Regions from separate parts of the Mus musculus genome. Here regions 1 and 2 are each linked to region 3. Evidence: chromatin contacts called from public HiChIP or PLAC-seq data. All regions are on one chromosome and are shown on one strand. The core of a region is the stretch at or near the end of the contact, and the rest is flanking DNA. Distances in the headings are between cores, read along the strand shown. Region 1 has its middle 6.4 kb from the start of n-TGgcc14. Region 2 holds the start of Cfap126 (cilia and flagella associated protein 126). Region 3 holds the start of Pcp4l1 (Purkinje cell protein 4-like 1).

Evidence for each region. HiChIP or PLAC-seq counts read pairs in DNA pulled down with a chosen protein or histone mark.
Region 1: a contact with region 3 is called in an H3K27ac HiChIP or PLAC-seq map of embryonic stem cells, with 5 read pairs. The contact joins the enhancer-like site here to the promoter of Pcp4l1 in region 3. A contact is called at or near these places in 4 of 39 promoter capture datasets (cranial neural crest, macrophages, neural stem cells and 1 more), 1 of 15 datasets of contacts at CTCF or cohesin (CD8 T cells), 1 of 484 Hi-C or Micro-C datasets (bone marrow-derived macrophages), 4 of 115 datasets of contacts at active chromatin or transcription factors (the SCID.adh cell line, embryonic stem cells and pancreatic cancer cells) and 2 of 9 other capture datasets (adipose tissue and liver).
Region 2: a contact with region 3 is called in an H3K27ac HiChIP or PLAC-seq map of embryonic stem cells, with 16 read pairs. The contact joins the promoter of Cfap126 here to the promoter of Pcp4l1 in region 3. A contact is called at or near these places in 15 of 39 promoter capture datasets (the C10 cell line, the HPC-7 cell line, HPC-7-derived erythroid cells and 11 more), 11 of 484 Hi-C or Micro-C datasets (the HL-1 cell line, bone marrow-derived macrophages, cerebral cortex and 4 more), 26 of 115 datasets of contacts at active chromatin or transcription factors (the 230-238 cell line, CD8 T cells, the HPC-7 cell line and 15 more) and 5 of 9 other capture datasets (adipose tissue, bone marrow-derived macrophages, embryonic stem cells and 2 more).

What each region holds. Positions count from the first base shown.
Region 1 is chr1:171,086,947-171,089,646 of GRCm38.p6, forward strand. No RefSeq gene overlaps it. Among named protein-coding and RNA genes, the nearest start is that of n-TGgcc14, 6.4 kb to the left of the region's middle. Within about 2 kb of position 1,420, at least 16 of the 459 cell types and tissues checked have an H3K27ac peak or open chromatin away from gene starts, as enhancers often do. A contact at or near this core is called in the SCID.adh cell line and embryonic stem cells, where this site is marked.
Region 2 is chr1:171,121,787-171,124,486 of GRCm38.p6, forward strand. It overlaps Cfap126 (cilia and flagella associated protein 126), which reads left to right and starts at 1,259. Exons shown (of 5, transcript NM_001379426.1): 1 at 1,259-1,407. The coding sequence starts at 1,381.
Region 3 is chr1:171,194,855-171,197,659 of GRCm38.p6, forward strand. Pcp4l1 (Purkinje cell protein 4-like 1) reads right to left here and starts at 1,414. Exons shown (of 3, transcript NM_025557.1): 1 at 1,157-1,414. The coding sequence starts at 1,165.

The DNA of each region.
Region 1 (2,700 bases), core at 170-2,669, 110 kb before region 3:
GTTTCTCTGTATAACTCTGGCTGTCCTGTAACTCACTCTGTAGAGCAGGCTGGCCTCGAACTCAGAAATCCGCCTACCTCTACCTCCGGAGTGGTAGGATTAAAGGCATGCGCCACCACTCCTGGTTTAACCTAATTTCTATTGTATTTGCATTACCATCCTAAAAACATCTTCTTAGACCTAAAATATCTTCTTAAATTCTAAACAAATTAAGCTTATAGTGATACTTTGTATCAATATTCAAAATTACCTACCAATACAATAAAATATAACCTTATTTTTGCATCAAAATACAAAGATCTCTATCAATGTAAGATTATGGCTATAAAATCTCTTTTGGTTTAAGCGTAGATTCAATAATCTACCCTATTTGTTTAGTTTCTTATATTTCTGTATCCCCCTATTTCTTACCTAACTAAGAAAGAAGGGAAGAGGGGCTGGAGTGTTGGCTCTTTGGTTAAGAGCACTGACTGCTCTTCTAAAGGTCCTGAGATCAAATCCCAGCAAGCACATGGTGGTTCACAACCATCCATAATGAAATCTGACACCCTCTTCTGGTGTATCTGAGGATAGCTACAGTGTACTTGAATATAATAAATAAATAAATAAATAAATAAATAAATAAATAAATAAATAAATCCTTAAAAAAAGAAAGAAGGGAAAAGAGAAAACGAAAGGAAAAAGAAACCCATGAATATAACCTCCCTATTTTGCCTCCTCCTTGTCCAAGACCATAATTATTTGTAACCATCCTCTAAAATGACAACATATAACTCACAAAATGACCAAAACTATCTACCCCCAACTTAAGGGACTGGGACAACAGTCTTCTGATAATTGCTTCCTGCTTAATTGGGGTGAAGAATTCCTTTTGTGGGGCCCAAGAAAATTAGAAACGTGGTTAGTCTTAAGAAAGCCAGCTGTAGCATGTGTTATTTAGTCTCTATATGTTGAGAAAGCTTGGAGTATAATTAAAGTCGTAACTGGAACAGAACAGTCTGAAAGGTTGGATCAAGCAAGCTAGCTGTTCTGAAGTTATCCCAGAAGTCGGTCTTTAGAGGAAACAGCTATGATGCCGTTGAGGCAGGATCAAGCAGGGAGCTGGAACAGCAGGGCTCAGCATCTGAGCATCTCCAGAGTGAATCCTATCAAGGCTGCCTCCTGGCCCTCCATTCTGTAGTATACAAACCTTACCAGCAACACACAGTTCTATAAAGAGATTGGTTGGAATGCACAGGTGAGCAGATCAATTAAGGATGATTTCCTGATCTTAGTGCAGGTAAAAGACAACTGCCTTTCTTCAGAAGATAGTTTGATCATATAAACAAACTGTACTATGAATCTCCATTCATGCCATATGAAAGGATGGTATGCAGTAAGTTATGAGAATTCCATAGCCTACAGGCTTTATTAGACATGCAAGCTGAAGTCCTGGCTGGGGACATTTCTTGTCTCAGGCAGTTTCAGAGCTGCCCCAAAATGGAGGGTACAGCAAAGACATTGTTTGTTTCTTTGTTTCTTTGTTTGATCTTCTTGATTTTCTCTCTTCAGCCATCTCCTCACATTTTCCCTGGCAAATCTCTCAGTGCCTGGCTCTATGTAGTCTCCCCTCCCCCAGCCTGAAACCTGCTTGCTCAGGGGTGGAGCTTCCCGCTCAATCGTTCTGCCACGCCCACTGCTGGAACCTACCGCTTTGCTGTTTGGAGCTACACACGTGGTCACCCTGCTACTGGATTCCGAGATTATTTGGCGGGAATTGGGCCCCTCCCCCTTCCTTCATAACGGAGTGCCAAAATAGTAAAAATTGAACCTTGAGCAGAGAGAGACCTTTGTCTTGGTTCCTTCCTTATCTCGCGCAGCCCAGCCCCTCTTCTCTTCCAGGTTTCCAAAATACCTTTCCAGGCTAGAACTCAGGTTGTGATCTACTGGCCAGACACAACAGCTCTATCCCAGAATTCTTTTTGCCTCCTGGATCATCCACCTTCTGTTTCCTGCTAAAGCCATGGGCTTTTTAACTGACAAATGTTGCATCTACAATAACACAAGATTTTTTTTTCCTCTATGGACTTCTTTTAGTTGTCACCAAATATAGTCCCTGGTTTTGTAAGTGTGGGCACTTCTGTTTCTGCCCCAGTTCCCAAATAATGGCATGGAATCTATATTTATTTAAGAATGCCTAGGCCTTATGCTAGGCTTGTTGCCCTCTGGCTCATAACCTAATTATCCCATTTACACTAATCTAAGTTTTGTCACGAGGCTGGTTAGTTGTCTATCATCAGTTTCATATGTCCAGCTTCCTCCCAGTCTGGGTGGCCAATCTCCCGTGCCTGACTCCTTTCCAGAGTTGTCCTCTGTCTCTGGAAGTCCCACCTTGTTACTCTGGTTTTTTGTTGTTGTTGTTGGTGGTGGTGGTTTGTTTTTTTGTTTGTTTTGTTTTTGTTTTTCTGCTATAGGCCATAGGCTTTTTATTTTAACCAATCAGAAGATGATGGAGAAGTTTCATTTTACAACCTTATGGGCTCAGGTTACTGTCCTCTGTTCAGACTGCCTTTGTTTGTTGCAAGAAATATTAAAAAGAATGAACCAGCTTGTTCCTGCACTTGTGTTAGCAACTTGGTGCCCCGGTGGCCTGGATGGCCATGCACTGGCGGGCAATGGACGATCTGTTTTCATCTCGTGGAGACTCTCTGGCCTGAAGCT
Region 2 (2,700 bases), core at 9-2,508, 73 kb before region 3:
TCACATTTAGAGGTCTGACTCCTCCAAGTTCTGAGGTTAGAGGCGTCACCATGCTTTCGTGTTTGAGTGTGTGTGTGTGTGTGTGTGTGTGTGTGTGTGTGTGTGTCTGAGCTCAGAGATGCTTGCACACGTGGGAGGTTATTCCCAGGAGCATGGACCACCTACCAGTGTGGCTGGTTACAACACTGAAAAGAAGATCCTGCCCTCTCCAGAACTATTAACATAAAGGGCGGGGCCTTGTGAGCCCCTCCCCCAGCAACAGTTAACGCCTCCATAGCTCCAGGAAGGAGGGGGGGCCTCATGAGTCCCTTCCCTGTTTTTTGGAGACAGGATCCTACTACATAGCCAAGGCTGGTCTTGAACTTGAGATCCTCCTGCCTCCACTTCCTGGATACTGGGATTACAGGCGTGCACAGCCATATCTGGCTCTTAAGTATCTTTGGACAACTTGGGTTTTTTCCTTTTTTTAAAACTTAAGACTTTGTAACTGACAAGCCCTCTTTAGTTCTAACACCCCAATAGATGAGTAGATGGACTTAACAGAAATTTCAATGAGTCTCTCAGGGTTCCTTGGTTTTATAGCTAATAGGCTCAGGCCCTGGTACCTACTCAGTTTCCCACCCTACGTTCTGATTTGCCATATCCTAACCAACACTATGAAGCTATATCTTGGGTCCTGTGACTGTAGGGGGATGGAGGAGACAGGAGTCACTTAAGGACCAAGGATAAGACATATATTTCCTTTTGGGAACAAACCAGTTGGTTGCTTCCTAAGCAGTGTGCCTTTGTTATCCTGTGAGCAGCATCTTGGCAGCGCCCAATTCCCACTGTGAACATTTCATTCACCTTATTCTTCAGTGTACAAAGCAGGCCATCACTACAGTGTGTGATGGATGAGGGGTTAGGCTTAGTTCATTATACCACAGTGTCTCACACACTCAGCTCACGGGGGTTGGGGGGTCTCAAAGTTTGTTTAAATAGTTGAAGATGTCATTCAAAGACAACCTGGAAATTCTGAAGCAGACTTAACTATGTTGGGGAAACAGCTATTTACATGACAGTTATCCCTGATTTGTTTTGGACACATGCAAAGTATAGTAACTGAGGCAAATGCAGCGGTCCTGCTCAGTGGTCCTGGGATTTTGGAAGCAGAGGCAGGAGGACGGGGTGTTCAAGGTATCCATGGCTACTTCTCAGTTCATTTTCTCATGTTTGTTTGGGCCTCTATACTCTAAAATGAAAATGAACCTACGTTTCAGAGAGAAAGGAAGAGGGTAGTGTAAACCACAGAATGTAGCCCAACCCCTGCTGACCGGGAGTAACTCCCAGAAGGCTGGCCTTCTGCAGTTGCCAGGCAACAAGTGTAAACAGCACTGGATCATGGCCACTAACTACAGTGCCAACCAGGTAAGCGCTTGCTCGTCACCCTTTTACATTTGAGTTTATGTTCCAGATGCTGCCCTTGACTGCCCGCTCCCATCAGACTCTGACTGGGTTGAGGCGGTGCTTCATCTCATGGGTGGGAGGGCCCAGGAACAAGCAAAGAGGATCTGGGTTAAATCTGTAGACCGTAAGCCAGGAAGCAGTGATTTTATTTGTACAGGCCAGAGTAAGCAGTTTAGGCTTTGTAAGTCAAGTGACAAAGTCATATCTATTTATATGAAAGTTAGCACTAATTTGTTTCAGAAAAATTCAAAATATAGGGGTAGAGATGCTCCCCAGTGGTCCCCGAGGCAGGAGGATGGGTGTTCAAGGCATTCTGGGGCTACATACTGAGTCCAAGGCTAACCTGAGCTTCAAGAGAACCCCTCCCCCTCCACACACACACAGAGAGAGAGAGAAAGAGAGAGAGAGAGAGAGAGAGAGAGAGAGAGAGAGAGAGAGAGAGAGAGAGAGAGAGAATGAAAACAAGGACACAAAATAGTCACTGATGGTTCGAGGCCAGCCTGGTCTACATAGAGAGTTCCAGGCCAGCCAGAGTCTTGTAGTAAGAAAAGAAACAAAATATTGCCTACACATTTTTGGAGTTCCTTTGGAGAAAATATTTTCCTTCTTTAGTATTCCCAGTTTAGTGTTGTTCTTTTTCTTCGTTTATGTGTATGTGTGTGAGTAGGTAGACAGGTAAGGTTTTGCTACTACCTACCTATCCCAGACTGGACCACAAAGTCACAACCCTCCTACCTTCCTCTGCTAAGCGTGAGGCTTACAGGTGTGTGCCACCTTGGCCAACTACCTTCTGTCAAAGCAACACAAATGGTTGTTTTATGTCTACAAATATTTTTACAAATGGTCTATTTTTACAAATAAAAAACGTTCTTGCCAGGGAGGCAGGGACAGAAGGGTGGAACCCAGCCTCAAAGAAAGAAAGAAAAAGAGAGAGAGAGAGAGAGAGAGAGAGAGAGAGAGAGAGAGAGAGAGAGAGAGAGAGAGAGAGAGAGAGAGAGGAAAGAAAGAAAGAAAGAAAGAAAGAAAGTGGCGTTTTCTGCCCCTTGGCCTTCTAAAAGCAGGTAGCAATGTGGATTTGGTTACCATCCCTTGGTCTAATCTAGCAGTCTCCAGCAGTGTGTCACAAACATAATTTAAAAGGTTTTAGCAGCTATGTGAAAATTAAAAATTAAATTTTGTAATGCTCAGTAGAATATAATAAACCTCAAACATTAACATTTAATTGCATTTTTAAAAAGTCTAACCACACACACA
Region 3 (2,805 bases), core at 164-2,663:
GGCTTGGCAATTCTTAAGCTGTTTTTCTGTAACCAACTAACTTGAAACACACACACACACACACACACACACACGCACGCACGCACACTAGCTAACTCAGATTCCAGATTGAGAACCTACTAGACTCCAGGTAGAGTGCTAAGTACTTGGCATATATAATTTAATCTTTTAGAACAACCAGTGTTACCTTCATTTTACAGATAGAAAGCTGAAGCACAGACAAATTAAGTGATGCTCCCATGGCCACAGAGCTACTAAGTAGCACAACTAGGCACTGGCATACAGCTGAGCAACATACTGAACACAAGGGCGCGCTTACTAAGAATGGGGCCGCAGAAGGCAGGCATGCTAAGCCACTGTTCAAATCGACGTCATCCAGGAACGACAATCTTGTCTCCTGATAAGAGGATCTGCCTGGGATGCTACAAATTAAGTCAGATAACAGGGACAGTTCTTCTTAATGTGTTACCATGGACAGTGTTCTTTGAACCGAGTCAACCAGTTACAGGACCGGGTTGGCTCCCATGACCATCACCACAGAACCTGTGCGAAAATTTGGATGTAACAGGCACTGCACTGCAACGGGAGGTCTTCTCTGGAAGAGAACATCTCCCCAGGTGCTAGATGTGCCTTCCTCTTCTACAGTATTCATGGACGTCAGGTACCCCCCCACACACACACACACACACATCGTTCCTCATTGAATAAGTGAAAACTGCCACCCGAAGGGAGGGAGTTAGGTGGCCAGGGATGGAGCTGTTGGCTGCTACTTATAGAGTGCAAGAACCACACAATCCTAGCGGAGGTCGGAGAGAACTGAAGTGAGGGCATCAAAGAAAGCCATGGTAACCTCGGAGCAATACGATATAGATGCGGAGGATAGCACCCAAGAGAGTTTATCTGCCCGAGAGCTCAGTTCCCGCTTACAGCTGACTCCAGTCACCCCCTCCCCAAAGCACTATTGCAATTGTTAGGCTAAAAGCACCCCCTGCCAGTGGCTTCCGAGAGCCGGGAGGTAGGGGCTTTCCTAGAGGGGCAGTGGCGTCCATCCAGAGAGTAACTCTAGCTTCCCGGGACCTGGAGCCGCAGCCTTCTCCCCGCCGCAGCCCTGGCCCGGACGCGGAGGTGACGGGGTATGCCAAGTGGCACCACTCACCTCGCTCATCCCGGCGGCCGGACGGGCGTGGCAGGCGCAGGTGAGGCAAGGGGTCCTCGGAGATGCGTGCGTGAACCGCGGCCGAGAGTTGCTGGGCTCCGGGGCAGGGGCCCTGGAGGGCTCGGAGGGGAGAGTGCACGCTGCGAGCTGTTGCTTAATGCTGCCCCAAATGCTCCGGCTGCAGCGCTGCTCAGGGAGCCCCTTCTGACCTGGTCCTGTCAGCAGCTCCGGGCGCCTTGACCGGCTCCACCTTTTATAGTGAGCTGCGGTCCCTGCCTCCAGCCCAACCAATAGAAACTCTGCCTAGTGCAGACTGACAGCTCCTTGAACCCAGTGGTGGCAGGCTCAGAAATCTGCTGCATTTCCAAACTAGGGTAAGACGGAGAGAGCGGGAAGGAGGGGGGAGACCATGGGGGATGAGAAGACAGAAAACGAAGTAGGGAACCGGTAAAGGAAAGAGAAGTAGTAAGTAGTAACTGAAGAAACTGAACTCTGGTCCTCTTGAAGAACAGCTAAGGCTCTTGAGCCTTAGCTCAACCTCACATTGTATATATCGTTTAAGGAAAAAGAAAATAAACAGAACACAGGTAAACACACAGACCTTTTAGTTCTGTTTATCTATCTAGTTTTCATCTAAGGAAATTCTTTAATTTTCAAGCCTACAGTTCTTATTGACTTCATAAAAATCTCTTACAGCTTCAGTCAGTCAAACCCGGATACTGCAGCTTTCATAGATATATTCTTTGGTTGGTACCATCACAGACTGTTAACAACTGTAACTGTGACTTGTCACTACCATTCAGTGGTTTGGTCTCTTCTCAACAACCAACTTCAAGGAAGACCTCAATCGGTCTTTTTTTCTAACTTGACTCTTTGTGTTTATACATTTCCTCTGTTGGGTTAGAAATTAGGAAGATGGGGGAAAGATCCATCTGAGATCCTGTGATTCTGTTTCTAATAGGAATCTGGTTGCCTCAGTTACTAAAGTTCTAACTAGGCTGGCTCCTACTCACTCTGTACAGCATACTCCTCTGGAATCTTTCTAATGAACAATTAATTAGCATTGAAAAGGTTGTCCTTAGTGAAACAAACCTTAATTCTTGCTGCTATGAAATGAGCTTTGAGATGATAATGAGAATTCACCCTGTAGGTTAGGGATCAGCTAACTTTCCAGGTAACAATCAAATAATAAATGTTTTTTTCTTTGTAGGATCGCTGTACTCTTTGCTGAGCCATTTCCTACTGCACTTGAATACGGGCACAAATACTTATGTCAACAAACAGCTATGGCTCCATCTGATATAAATGTATTTGTGACCACTGAAGTTTGAATTTCATATAAATTTCATGGGCTACACTGTGTCTTCTTTTTAAATTTTAGTGGAGGAGCTGCAGAGGTGGCTCAGCAGCTAAGAGCACTTGCTGCTGTTCCAGAAGTCACTTCCAGGCACCTGTACAAACATGGGAATATGGCATATACTCATACATATAGTAAATAAATTTTAGTGTATATGATGGTCTGTATATGCTTGGCCCAGGAAGGGGTAGCCTTGTTGGAATAGGCATGCCACTATGGGCCTGAGCTTTAAGGTCCTCATCCTAGCTGCCTGGAAGTGAGTCTTCCTCTAGCGGCCTTCAAACTATGAACT